Linked DNA regions of Mus musculus: region 2 is linked to region 1. A link is a contact called in public HiChIP or PLAC-seq data. All regions are on one chromosome and are shown on one strand. The core of a region is the stretch at or near the end of the contact, and the rest is flanking DNA. Distances in the headings are between cores, read along the strand shown.

Evidence for each region. HiChIP or PLAC-seq counts read pairs in DNA pulled down with a chosen protein or histone mark.
Region 2: a CTCF HiChIP or PLAC-seq map of the NIH/3T3 cell line shows a contact between it and region 1, with 12 read pairs. The contact joins two enhancer-like sites. A contact is called at or near these places in 1 of 15 datasets of contacts at CTCF or cohesin (the NIH/3T3 cell line), 3 of 484 Hi-C or Micro-C datasets (the HPC-7 cell line, uterus and ventricular fibroblasts) and 1 of 9 other capture datasets (adipose tissue).

Annotation. Positions count from the first base shown.
Region 1 is chr4:105,702,065-105,709,331 of GRCm38.p6, forward strand. No RefSeq gene overlaps it. Among named protein-coding and RNA genes, the nearest start is that of Gm29922, 140 kb to the right of the region's middle. Within about 2 kb of position 4,232, at least 14 of the 459 cell types and tissues checked have an H3K27ac peak or open chromatin away from gene starts, as enhancers often do. A contact at or near this core is called in the NIH/3T3 cell line, where this site is marked.
Region 2 is chr4:105,768,060-105,775,326 of GRCm38.p6, forward strand. No RefSeq gene overlaps it. Among named protein-coding and RNA genes, the nearest start is that of Gm29922, 74 kb to the right of the region's middle. Within about 2 kb of position 2,817, at least 9 of the 459 cell types and tissues checked have an H3K27ac peak or open chromatin away from gene starts, as enhancers often do. A contact at or near this core is called in the NIH/3T3 cell line, where this site is marked.

The DNA.
Region 1 (7,267 bases), core at 2,982-5,481:
AAAGTTTAAATTAAATTAAAATGTAAAAATGTTCACATAGCATGGAGAATAACAGTATAATTGGCCTGTAATTCTTTGTATAGAGAATTTACAAATCAGAATTGGCAAGGATCTCTCTAGCCCACGTCAGCCTCCCAGGCTATGAAGCATTTTTGTTGTTTCTGTCACGGTCCACTGCTCAATCCATCACCTCCGGAGGCCACTCCAATACCTCACTACATCACTGTCCCCTGTAGCATGCAGAGTTTGCTTGTGAGGTTGGAGGACATCCTGGGAGATAAACCTCAAAAGTATCTGCTTCCCATTAAAAGTAAGTCTACAGAATTAAAACACTCTTACTGCCCAATTATGTGAGACCCATAGTGCCAGATGTGGCCACCAGGATCCCCTTTGATATTCCTCATTTCCTCTTGTTCAGCTTGATGTTCTGCAGGGACGAAGAGCTCCTGAATCGCCAAGGGAGCTATCAGCAGGTGCTCTCTAAGCTTATGGTGCCATCTGCATGCCCACGTCCTTTTAGAAGCTCTTTCGTATCTTAGAATCCAGTTCTATTGGACCACATTAGCTGCAAAGATCGTGGGAGAGGTCAGAAGTGGCTCTGCCTGGCAGATGGAACGTGGCATCTCTAAGATACAGAAATGTGTGCTCAAGCTAGCAGGACATTCTGAGATTAGCACAGTGGACCAGGCAGCCATCCAGGTCCTGGGAGTCTACTCAGGGGTTACTGACAGACAGACAGCATCATGGAATAACTCTGGCTAGGGTTGGAGGCTATGTGTGGGTCAGAGCAACAGCTGGATGAAAGCAGTGATTTCTCACCTGTATCTGTGGTGGTAGAAAAGAGGTCTCTGGATGCCCTCTATAATTATGTTAACTGCAGAAACAATAATGGTGTAAACCACCCACTTTAATGTGTCACATTCCTTGTTTATATTGTAAAAGTAAATGTATCGATTTATTATATTGAATATACCTACATAAACAAATAACATTGATAAAGTTTAAAGGAAATGAAAGCCAAGACTGAGACTAATAAACATGAATGTTAAATTAGATTTTTGTTGATCCTTGCATCTCTCCCTAGACATACATTTCTCAAGATAAAGTTTCTATATCAACTTCGTATTCTCAGCACCAGGCACAGGAGAGGTTATGAAGGAGACACTAGACAGAGTGCTTGCTTAATGAATGTCAAATATCACTACTTGTGACCTGGAGACATACTGTAACGTTTTAGCACGCAAATATTTGTTGACAGCTGACTTCATAGATAGACAATTGCACAATGCAGGGACCATGATAAGATTAGGAAATATATAAAAATGGATTGTTCTAAGTTTTCTTCTATTATAGAGAGAGAAGAGGGACTGACCACCAAGATGAGAAGAAATGGAGTTTCAGTTGTGGGGAGGGAGAGTCCCTTGTGATGTAGCACATTTAAAGTGGCAAAACAGCAAATCAGAGAAAGGACAGAAACTCAGTTTTCCCCCCAGGCTCCCAGTGCTACTGGCCATTGACACCAGTTCACAAAAGCAGAAACAGTAAACAGAAACAGAAAGTCATATATACTCGTGAATTTGCAAAACTAAAAAACAGAGAAGTTGAGCAAGTAGGTGCCCGTCACTTTCTGAAGCTGGGAACTTGGGAAGAAGTGAGATCGGCTGTAACCCCCTAGATTGTTCAATTTCTTACTGAATCATTATTTTTCCCTAACAGGCAAACTGTCTGTAGTTTCCTAAACCTTAGCTCCAGGTCCATTGCTAACACTGATGGAAATCTTCTCATGTAAGCTAGAAAGAGAAGAAAGAGGAGATGGGGTGTCATTGAAGGAGACAGGAGTCTGGAGTTTATCTCTCCTGCTGGCACTAATCCTCGTGGCCTTAGGGAGAAATCCTAGTACCTCTCCGGCCTCAGTTACCTTTCTCAAAAACAAGGGCATTGTGGGCTTCAGTCTCTGAGGTATGATACCCTGTGTCTCTTTAAGACTCTCCCAGTAAATTAGGGCAGAGAAAAATGTGAACTCTTGGGAATACTATCCAAGAACCATCCAGAAGGTGAGCCAAGTTCATAAGGCGATTTAATCCTTAGAAGCAAGCTCCAGCCAATAGAAAGGCAGGCTGTGCGATTCCCATTGCAGTGTTTCCCTATTGTTCGTGCCAAGCCCGAAATGCTAAGTCATTGCTTTTGCTAGAAGGATATTTTCTTATTGCATTCTGAGGATTTGAACAAATATTTTCATTTTGAGGAAAGCTTTGAGAACATTTTCAAATTGCAGGGTTGACTTTCAGAACTAGAAGAGGAGCTTCCAGTCTCCAAAGAGAAGCTCTCAGGTTTGGGCTACCGCGGAACAGAAAGAAGCCAATCGGCATCTTCCCAGCTCAACCTTGACACGCCCTTCCTGCTGCACAGCCATGGGCTCCGTGCTAAGCATGTGGGATCTGTGGTTTTTAGAGCTGTACTGTCCCGAGAAGCAGACACTGACAGAGCAGTGATCTTCATGACCGGTGGCAACAGACGCTTGCAAGTTGGCCACCTACCTGGAAAACTCTGAGACCCACTTTCTCCCTCAACTTCCGTCTACACAGATACCCTTCTGAAATTCCATTTCTAGGGCAATAACTCCTTCCTACAACCAGAGATGTTTTCTATTCTGTTGTCAGACCAGACCAAGGTTCCACAAATTAACAATAATGCTAGCTGACCACCCACGAGTCAGCAGAGAACAATCCACTTACCTATAGTGATCTCTCTCCCCCTCTTCCCCTCTCCCCCTGTCCCCCTCTCCCCCTGTCCCCCTCTCCCCCTCTCCCCCTCTCCCTCTCCCCCTCTCCCTCTCTTTCTACTCCAGGGAAAGATTAACCCTGGTGGAAAATAACTTCAGTTCCCTGCCCCTAACCACCACCATCACCACATTCATGCTATTGATATTGATCACTTTTGAAGCAATTGTCTGCCAATCATCCTCCTAAAGCGGCCATTCACCTAGATTCCAACAAATCTCATTCTCTCTCTCTCTCTCTCTCTCTCTCTCTCTCTCTCTCTGTGTGTGTGTGTGTGTGTGTGTGTGTGTGTGTGTGTGTGTGTGTGTGTGATACAGCACTATGATGAAGGAGTAGTTTTTCAGTTGAGGATCTCTTTTCCCAGATGGTTCTCTCTTGTTTGTATCATGTTGAGAAGGAAGCTAAACAGGACAGGGGCCTCCGTCCTTTCTTCCTCTGCTCTGTTGCTGCTGGCCTGACCATTTGTGCTTCTCACACACGTTTCCACAGTGTGCAGTCCAAACAAGAGGCCCAAAGGAGGCCACGTAATCACAGAGAGCAATCATCAAACTTCGAACTGAGATAAAACTCTCCCTTTTTAAAGTTAATTGCCCAAGGAAAGTTGACCAACATGTTGTAGCAGACTAAAATTGGCCCTGCCATTGGCTAAAATACATTAAAACTGCATTTTTGCCTCTCCAGACAGAAGCAGTACCTGTATTTCATCAGGGTACACACCACACAATTCCTCAGACTGTACATACGCTTCTTTTCCACTGCCAGTCTGGTTTTTTTTTCCAGTAGTGTACACACTTACTGACTCAACTCTTTACTCATGTCTATGTTGATCTTTGTTTTGTCCACTGGTCTCCTCCAGCTGGAGGAGAAATGCTACAAACATGGTCTTTGTTGAGTGATATATCTCAAGCACCTAAAACACTGGTCACATTCAGTCGATCTTTAATAAATACTTGTTGCATCAACGAGCAGGGAAGGAGGAAGCAGCTCACTGTCTTGCAGGTAAAATGCTAGGGACTCACTGTCCTGTTGTGGTTAAGCTGGGGGCGGGGGGGGGGGGAGGCGGGCGGACTAAGCAAAGGTTAAGAAGCACATTTATGAAGCAGATGAATAATGGCTACTGTGTTGTCTTTAATAATATTATTTGTTCTTATCCATTAGACCTTGAGTCTGGTACAGGGATTTGGCCCAGATAAAACGAACAGAAAAACCACGAGATCAGTGTCTTTGGTTAAGGTTTAATGAGCTCCCAGGACTGCATGTTGAATTTGGAGGACAAAGGGTCAGAGATAGCTCACGATTCCTTTCAGAAGAACTAACGGATCACTTCATTAACTTTCTTCAGGAGGAAAGAGAGCCACGGGAATAATGCAGACATTTGGAGGAGCCTTCTCTAGTCATCCCTTTAGGCTCTGAGGAAGAAAGACTCTTGCTGCCAGATCACATTATGCAACTGTGTGTGTTTCACAATCCATGATGCCACGATCAAGGATTTGAAATATCCTTCAAGAATGTGTTTAAGTTTGTTTAAAACCCAATGTTTTACTTGACCTCAGAAGCCTCTCTCTCTCTCTTTTTTTAAACTTTTCATGAAACTATGCTTCTGTTGCTTGTAAAATTTGAAAAACCTTCATCTCCCTTCCCCAGGCATTCACATACGGCTTAAACTAATTCTAACTGGGGTTTAGTGGTCCTCAGTCTTCCTGATGCTGCGCCCCCCTTTAATACAGGTCCTCACGTTGTAGTGACCCCCACAACAAAATCACGTTTGTTGCCGCTCTATGAGTGTAATTTTGCTACTTTTATGAATCATACTGTAAGTATCTGTGTTTCTGTGTTTCCGACAGTTCTAGGTCTACCTCCCTGTCCCTCTAACCTTCTTTTCCACCTGCCCAGTGTTGGAGGGTTAGAAGGGATCCTGGTGAAGAAAGGTGGTGGGTATAAGAACCCAATAAAGTAGCTTAAAAATCACAGTACAGAGAACTGCAAAGTAAAGGAAGAAAGTGGGAGGTAGGTAAAATAAAAGAATGTTTAAACCACCAAAATGGAAGCTGTACGAGAGTGGGTTTACTCTAACTATATAGCACATGAGAGGTATCTCCGTGGCGGTACAGTAAACATGTCACAAAGCCACCCAGGCTCCCTCTAAGACAGCAGGGGATTCTATGATTCGTTCAATATCTAGAGCATACATACAAAGGATATATATTCTTAACCATGGAATGCCAAACTTTAATTAGCTGATGCTTTTGAGTTGACATTGAGGTCTTTTCTATAGAATTGCTTAACTTGGAACTTAAAAAGGGTAATTAAAATAATCCTTTAAAAATCAAAATGAGCGTCAATGAATTCTTTGAATGATATATTATCACCCAGCAAACATAGACACCCCTCTTTCTCACCAGATAATAAACATCCTCTCTATGATGTCAGTTCTCGGTCTTTCCTCACACTTAGTTCACAGTTATAAGCAATATGCTGGAGCACATAGAGTCTTTCTTCTAGTCATTATAATTTTTTTCTGTAGAATGTTAGTTTTCATGGTCGTAGTTTTTTGCGAATGCAATAAGGTACTGTTGGACTTCAGTTGATTAGAGAATAATTAATAATTCTGTCTCTACTCCCCCTCTTTTAGATATGAGATATAATGTATCACTTGTCTCACTTAAGTAGTGACTTAACAATGAAGGAAAGTTGATAATCAGTCACTCAAACACACTATTCTGAACATGAGTCAAAACGTCAAAGTACATTTTATAAATATGAACCAATATTATAGTCAGTAAGAACGATGATCTTTCTGTCTTGAAACATGGTGCCATAAACTTAGCTTAAGATCGGGCACCAAACAACCTCTCACAGGAACTTGAGAGCATCATTTTCCTGCTTCCTATTTCTGCATACATTTCTCAGACAGTGCTGCCTGTGGTGGGGTGGGAGGGGATCCACACCAGTGTCGATGTGTGAGCTCTGCAGCAAGCCCACTTTCATTATCTCAGAAGTAGCTCTATGTTGGAATGAGATGGTGACTTGTGTGCAGTTCTCTTTCTCTTTAAACCACAACTAAAATAGTCAGTGGAATTTTAAAGGGATTAAAAAGGTGTCTTGAAGCCAAAAGAAAAAGGGATACCATTCGCATTCCAGTTATCTCCAAGAATTCTGGAACTGGACTGAAGAAATGATGATTCAAACCCATGCTTGCTGATAAAGATGCCCAATTTCAGAGCAGCAGGCGAAAGGGATTCCCAAAAAAATGGCAACAACAGCCCCAAAGAGATGAAAAGTAAGGCTGTGTGGAACACTCGCAGAGCAGGGTCAGGCTCTTTGTTATCCCGTTTGAGGTTTTGATTCTATAGCAGAGATCAGCAAGCTTTATAGAAAGAGGACCAGCTAGTAAATATTTTCAGCTCTGCTGAACATGTGGTGTCTCGTGACGACTCACCTCGGACATCACAGCATGAAACCACTCTTAGCGATATCTTAATGAACAAGCATGGCTGTGCTCCAATAAAACTTTATGGACACCGAGGTTTGAATTTTATGTAATTGTCATGTATCCATAAAATATTATTCCTTTTACTCTTTCCCAGCCATTAAAATGTTTTCTTAGCTCGCTGGCCTTTCAAAATTGGGTGGCAGACCAAGCTTGGCTGACCTGTGGTAGCTTGCTAAGCAATAACATCAGAAGGAAGCTCTGGTTAGGGTCCTAGAGCATATGGGATAACTCAGAAGCACTGAGACGGCATGGCAAGCATGCGCACCAGGAAGGAGGCCAGTGGAAGATGTACGAGTTGACTGCTGTGAAAACCCAGCCAAACACATTGCTGGAAAAGGACTATTATGCAATTACTCAGCAAACACACTGGCCCTCTCACACACACGTATATAACATTCACAGACACATGCGCACACACCCCCAAATGTCACAAGTAATGTTTGGCAAACCAGTCTGTTCAGGAGAAAAAGAGTCAAGAGAACTGGACAAATTATGCATTCAAATGATCCAAATAAACATTCAAGATGTACACAAAGAGAAATACCCATACATTTTACCCATACTCAAAATCCTTATAAATAAGGTATATTAAAACAAACTAGTGTAATTTAATATATAAAATTGATAAAAAGCTCAGGGCAGCAATATCTGAAAAAGCTACAAGAAATGTGGTTACTCTCACCCTGTTAACAACGGTGTATTGTAAAATCACCCTTCAGCAAGCCACTCTACCGAGAGGAGGAGTTTACCCTGGAGGATCAAACAATGCTACAACACAAAGATTTATGTGTAAGGAAATTGATTCTTTCGATATTCCTTATTGTAGAAAAACAATTGCATCAATTCCGTTCCCTAGGAGAGGACTTGGGTAAGTATGGGATACCCAGACGTAGAGTTCTATATGGCTAATAAAATGTTTATAGGTTTTGTTTTGACATGAAAATCTGCTTATAATTCATTGTAAGTGAAACAAGCGGGTTCTAAGGCAGCGCCT
Region 2 (7,267 bases), core at 1,567-4,066, 65 kb after region 1:
CTACACTTAGAATTCTCACCTGAGGAATACCTGAATGAAATGAATGGCTGAGAAACACCTGAAAAAATGTTCAGCATCCTTAATCAAAGCAATCCTGAGATTTCCCCTCACACCAGTCAGAATGGCTAAGATCAAAAACTCAGGTGACAGCAGATGCTGGCAAGAATGTGGAGAAAGAGGAACACTCCTCCATTGTTGGTGGGATTGCAAGCTTGTACAACCACTCTGGAAATCAGTCTGGTGGTTCCTCAGAAAATTGGACATAGTTCTACAGGAGGATCCCGCAATACCTCTCCCGGGCATATATCCAGAAGATGTTCCAACTGGTAAGAAGGACACATGCTGTACTATGTTCATAGCAGCCTTATTTATAATAGCCAGAAGCTGGAAAGAACCCAGATGTCCCTCAACAGAGGAATGGATACAGAAAATGTGGTACATTTACACAGTGGAGTATTACTCAGCTATTAAAAGGAATGAATTTATGAAATTCCTAGGCAAATGGATGGACCTGGAGGGCATCATCCTGAGTGAGGTAACCCAGTCACAAAAGAACTCACACAATATGTACTCACTGATAAGTGGATGTTAGCCCAGAAACTTAGATTACCCAAGATACAAGATACAATCTGCAAAACACATGAAACTCAAGAAGAACAAAAACCAAAATTTGGACACTTTGCCCCTTCTTAGAACTGGGAATAAAACACCCATGGAAGGAGTTACAGAGACAAAGTTTGGAGCTGAGATGAAAAGATGGACCATCTAGAGACTTTTTTTTAAATCAGGCTATGCCAGTACTACACTTAACAGAGCCTCCTGTTGATGGTGAGCACAGCATATAGAACTTATCGAGGTGTCTCTTGCCAACTTCCCAAATATTTACTTTCAATATTTATCTTTCTTAGCTATGTTTCAGGCCTTCCTTTGATCCACTCTCCCTTCAAAACTTAACTATGTTTGCCCTACAGCTTCTGAGACTGCACCTCCCCTGGTTAGAGTCTCCTATGCCAGATCAGCATGGATCTCTCTTCCTTTGTTTAGGTATTTTTGCAGAAGCATCTCTGTGAGTGAGACGCCTAACAATTGTTTTAAATGGAAAGGCTGTTCCCTTTCTTTGCTTGTATTTTTCCATAGCACTTAGAAAATTACAGTTTTCTTTTGTCTATTTCTATTCATCACTTTCATCTCTCCCAGGAGTATAAACTTTGTGAGTCACAGCATCAAAGCTAGAAGAGATTAGATAGTGAGGCATTAAGAACAATAGCTTTAAATTGATGTATTATAAAAGAGGCATAAAATTAAAATGCTTGCCTTAAAATCTAATCAGTTAGAAAGGTAAAACAAAGGGAACCCAAAGGTAGAAATTAAAAGCATAAAAATAGAAACTAAGGAAGTAAAAACTCTACTAGAAGCTTTATTAAAACCAAAACCTGTTTTTTTTTTGAAGTTTTATATATACATACTATTAAATATATAAATATATGTTTTATACATATAAAAATATATAAATACAGGCTGCTCAATCTTTATAATGTTACTTGTGTGTATGTGAATTCCGAGCTGACCACTTGGTATTGAATAACCAATATACGGGCGCTTTGATTTTGCCTCTTGCTCTCAGCACTCCTAAACTGCCTATAGTTCTTTCCTGAGGGTTGAAATCTTATGAGTTTTTTTTTCTCTTTCCTGTTAGCATGATTCTTGGTGTTATCCTTGTTAGGGTCTTGTTTAGGCAGCCATGTTGATGAGACTTGATGACTGTAGCGTCTCTGTCCTTTCTAGAAGACACAGTCTCACAGAAAAGTTCCTGTTCCCCTGGCTTTTGCAATCGTTCCATGCCCTCTTCCACCAGGATCCCTGAGCTCTAGATACATGAGTTATACTCTAGATGCATTATAAATGATAGTTTTATATTCTAGCTAGACTATATAAATGACACACGGTCTTGGTAGTTTACTTATAAGCTATAAGCCTAGATTGGGCAGGTTTTGGAACTATACTAACTTATATCTCAGTCATATGCCCCTTGTTGCTTGCTGTTCCTTCTGGCCATGTGCTCATGAACCACCTCCTTTCATGGCTGCTAATTCTTCTCTTCTGTCTCCTCTCTTCCCCTCCCTCCCTCTCTGCTCTCTCCTGGACCCCTCACTCAATCCTCAAGTCCCGCCTGTCTCTTTCTACTACCCAATCATAGCCTTTAGCCTTTTATTGATCAACTAACCATCAAAAGCTTGTGTACATGAGAATTTGATCATCCCAAGCAACCAGATCTTACAGTACAGAATTTAGCATTTGAATACACAGCAGCACCAGACCAAGCCCAACCATGTATCTCTGGAGTGCTGAGCGTAGTGTGATGACTCAGAAGTTTGCTGCTTTTAGTAATGCTCTCTGTCTGCTGTAACAATTTTTTTGAAAAGCTTCAGGAGAAGTTAGTTGTAAAACATCATTTCAGGAGAATGCAGTAACCAGGTCTGAGACTTTTAAAAAGTACCCACAACTTTAAAAACAACAAAACACAGAAAATATTAACATAGCCCAAGGTCAACTCTATGTTTAGTTTGAAAACATGAAAAAGAAGAAGCATTTCCATGACAGACAACAACAAGAAAAATAAAATAAGAAGTAACCAAATCTCTAAAAAGGAATAGAAAAGATTATGACCCACATGTAAAGGTGAACTGAAAATATTAGCTATAAAGATTGATTTAAGTATTACCCCTACACAGATGAATTTTAGTTGGTTGTAAATACTGTAACATCTAGGTACATATGGTGGTTTGAATATGCTTGGTCCATAGGGAGTGGTACTTTTAGGAGGAAGTGTGTCACTGTGGGGGTGGACTTTAAAGCTCCACCCAGAGCAAAATAGTCAGTCTTCTCCTATTTGCCTTTGGAACAAGATGAAGAACTCTCAGCTCCTCCAGCACCATGCCTGCCTGGATGCTGTCATGCTTCCCACCTTGATAATAGACTGAACCTCTGAATCTGTAAGACGGCTTCAATTAAATGTTGTCCTTAGAAGAATTATCTTGATCATGGTGTCTGTTCACAGCAATGGCACCTTAATTAAGACAGTATATTTTTAGATTTGGAAAACTTCATGCACTCATTTTGGATATATTCCATAGATAGTGGCAGGAGAAACATTTGGGGCAGGAAAAAAACTGCACATGGATATTCAGACACTACCAACCCCCTCGAAGAGTGAGACAGAACTGTGAGGAACTGCAATTCTAGGTCCAGATACAGTTCCAGCAAAGGAACTGACGAGGACATGAGAATATGGAACACACTCATGCTTCATGCTATTACTCTTCATTAGAAAGATGGTGGGTACTCTCTAGGAAAGAAAAAGAAGCATGGGCCAAAGAAGCCACATTTCTTCTAGAAGCAGTAAAGAATTCTTGAGATACCTAAGAGAAATCCAACTTGGTAGAATATTGACAGGCCACCTCAGAAACCTGAGAGCCCTTCTCCCCAATGTCATAGGTCAGAACCCAGCTGACGTCAATTCAAGTGACCATCCCTCCTACATCAGTTCAAGCCACATCAGTCATCCCGAGTCAGTCCTGGAACAAAGGATTCTTGACTGAGAACCTCTGAGAGAACTGCTCAACTGTTTACTCTGCCCATGCACAAAAGCACCCAGAGAAAGTCACACGGCATTGTGCCATCTCGGGAAAGCAACCAATGTCAACTGGTGGTGTCTGGCGCTGAAAGAGCAACAATTTCTTCATGATAGTCATTTGAAGCTGTCCAGCACCTTCATGGTATGTCATAATCATGGCAGAAGCAAGAGCCATGTGCTGTTGCCAAGTGATGTGTAAGACTCATGAGACAGCTCAGTGAGTAAAGGCACTTACAGGCAAGCCTAAAGACCTGAGTTTGATCTCAAGAATTCACAGGGTGGAAGGAAAGAAACAATTCCTGTAGCTTTCCTCTGATATCCACACAAGCACCATGGCTCACACACATACCACACAACATTAGGGGTGTGTGTGTGTGTGTGTGTGTGTGTGTGTGTGTGTGTGTGTTTGCATATTTCCATGTTATAGTTTATAAGTAAATTTTCTGTAGAATTGTAAATCCATTATTTATGCTTTAGGTATTTCAATTTTCTATGTAGTTTGTAATAATTTTAACTCCACCTCTGTGTGTGAGCTGAACTTCAGAAGGATTTCTTTATAGATGTCTAACCTCAGTAGCATTCTCTAACAAGCTCATAGACTCTGTTATAAATACTTCTTTCTTTTTAAAAATTTACTTCATGTGTATGAACTTTTTGCTTGTATGTATGTTTATATTCCATATGCATGCATTGCCTATGGTGGGCAGAAGAGGAAGCTACAGACAGTTGTTAGCCATGTGTGTGTGTGTGTGTGTGTGTGTGTGTGCAGGTGTGTGCATACTGATAATTGAGTCTGAGCTCTTAACTACTAAGTCACCTTTTCAGCTCCATACTTCTCTTGACTATGCCTCAGTGATTTCAATAAGATGAAATATCCAGGATAATAATTTCCCAAAAGTATTCCATCCCAGAAACTCAAGATTAGTGCTTCCAAGTGAATCAAATCCCATGCCAAATATGAGTAGCTCCTTTTTTTAGAAAACAAGTTTTCAGTTTGATTTCTGATGCTGTCTATGTAGATAAAGGAACAAGAGGTCCAGAGCCATTATCTGAAAAATTCGGCTCCTGCATGCTTTGTCCAAGATTGGATAAGTGACACAGAAATGAGGTATTTGTTGGAACTCTGTTACCAGAACGATCCATCCAGAAGGGTGAGAATCTGTCCTTAAGAATGGAAAGTTATTGTTTTTAATGAGGAGGCAATCATAACTAAATACATATGAAAGCCAAAAAAAGAAACTTGTACTGCAAGCTAATTTTTAAAGAAAAGGGGCAACTGTATTTTTAAACGAATAAGATTGGGAAAGAATTGGCACTCTCTGACATACTTCAGCACACTCTAGGGAAGATTTCACCTGTCAGAATCCCCATCATGTGTGACGTGCAGAGCACAGTGACTATGCCACAGGGACCACACAAGACGTAATTTAATCATGTCTTGACATCTGTTTCTGAAAGAACTGTACCTGACCCAGGGCACATAACCACTGGCTTTCATCTTACAGGATAAACAAGTCCTATAGCTACAGTAGACGCTACACTATGGTGATTATAGTTAGTAATGATACATCGTGTACTGGAAATTGAAACTTTGCTAAAAATACAAATCTTAAATGTTTTCATCTTAAAAATAAATAAGGAAAGTGGTATGTAGGGCACCTAGACATTGGACATGTGGAAAGCATTGGTGTTAAGCACTGGGGAACAGTGAATTAGAAAGTTGTAACGTTTGGGGGTTCAAACTGGTGCAGCCACTGTGGCAATCAGTAAGGTTGTTCCTCACAAAGCCAGAAATAGGTCTACCAGATGACCAAGGAGTATGTCTCCTGGGTGTATATCCAGGGAGTAGGAGAGGTAGAGATTTGATATTGTGTGACTGTGGCCCTCAACTGAGTTTTCAGCTTTTAAAAACAACATTGCTCAATTCATTTCTTTTTAAGAGTTACTAAAATTGAAAAGAGACTTGGGTAAAGGAAAAACTTCCTCTGATTTAGATCAGGGATGGGGAAGGTTGTGTGCTTTGCCATGTTAGGGGTCACCATTCACATAGATCACAGCTTGAGCAACCCCCATAACTGTGCTCTGTGATGGCTTGAAGTCCACTTATATTATATGCAAAATACCTCTGAAGGTGGCCTAGTGGACAATGAGAAGCCAATCAAGCTTTCCTACAAGAGGTAACAGCTAAGCCCCAAGCCAGGAGGGGTTGACAAAGTCAGTTTAAGGAAAGGTGGGTTGGGGAAGGTAGACCAGAGAAGGCAATTACCACAGGGGAGACGCAGTACTTACAGATTTTTTTTTTCTGGATAGTATTCCTTTTTCCTGTTTTTGTGAACTATTATTTTACCTTGTAAAAAAATAGCTTTTTAGAAAAGGTGCTCCATTAAAGGTAAACACTTAGTAAAATAACTCATGGTGTAAACATCAGCCTTCCTGGGTGATTGATTGCTCGTTTGGCACCTTAGAAAAGTAAATTCATTAAGAAACTCAATCTTGATAAAATTGGGTGCTATCTCCAAATTGCTTTAGTTCTAGTCTCCTTGAGTTTCTGCCAAGTCCTCCATTATTTTATTTAAAGGCAATAGATTTTCTCCTGTTCCCTTCTAGCTTATAAACATTAGCTTAGAATGGGCACAAAGGACAGGTGTTTGCAGAGATGGCTGAGTGAATGCAGCTAGTAGCCATTGAGAAGTCATAGGTTGAGACAGTGCGTGTGCGTGTGTGAGAGAGAAAAGGGGGGAGAGGGAGTGGGATTGGGAGGAGAGGGTCTCGAGTCTTTCCCTGTCTTACCATTCATAGCTTCTTTTATTTATCTGACAAATCACAGGTTCTTAGCACAAATTTGCTAGTAGGTAAATTAGTTCTCCTGACTGCATATGGGAACAGAGTTTAAGATCTGCTAACCCTTAATGTGTGCTATCACCTGGAGTGCACCAGACACTCCAAATGGCAATCCTTACCTCTGTGGATCAAGAAAGTAGCAAAGTGTTCTCATTCACAAATGGGGACACTAGGAATCAAATATAGTAACTGATGTCTTAGTTACAAGGAGTAAGAAATGAGGGTAGATTCAGAGTCTGCCACAGATTCATACCTTTCAATCCTGCCATGCTAAAAGTCAGAAAATCAAAGCCTTGCCAGTGTTTCAGATTACACCCAGAGGCACAGACTCAGTTTCCTGGTGTATCAAGTAGCCAAACTGATTCTCATACCCACTCACAGGATGCGAGGCTACAGAAGAACTGAAGTAGTTATGAAGTGGGAGGGTAAAATGCTTGCCAAAGACTGTTTTGTTTTACTTTTCCTTGAGTCCAGACAACTAACAGCAAAGTTTGTTTTGTTTCTTTATGTTTTTTTTTTAAAGTGAAATGTTGGCAGACAGGTTGGCTAAAGCACCAGACCGCTCTGTCATCCCAGCAGATACTAGAGATGAAAAAGTGTCTGCCTGGTTATCGTTGTCTGGCCTCTCTTGGCTGAAAAAAATAGAATATTCTTCACAGAGAAAGGACTGGTCTCATTCTTACAGCTAAAGAGCCCTACATACACATTATTCTTCAGTGAAAGGGGCAACCCTTCAGATCTCAATTCTAGTTTTTAAAAGTAAGAATGGTGTTTATAAGAAAGAATGGGTAG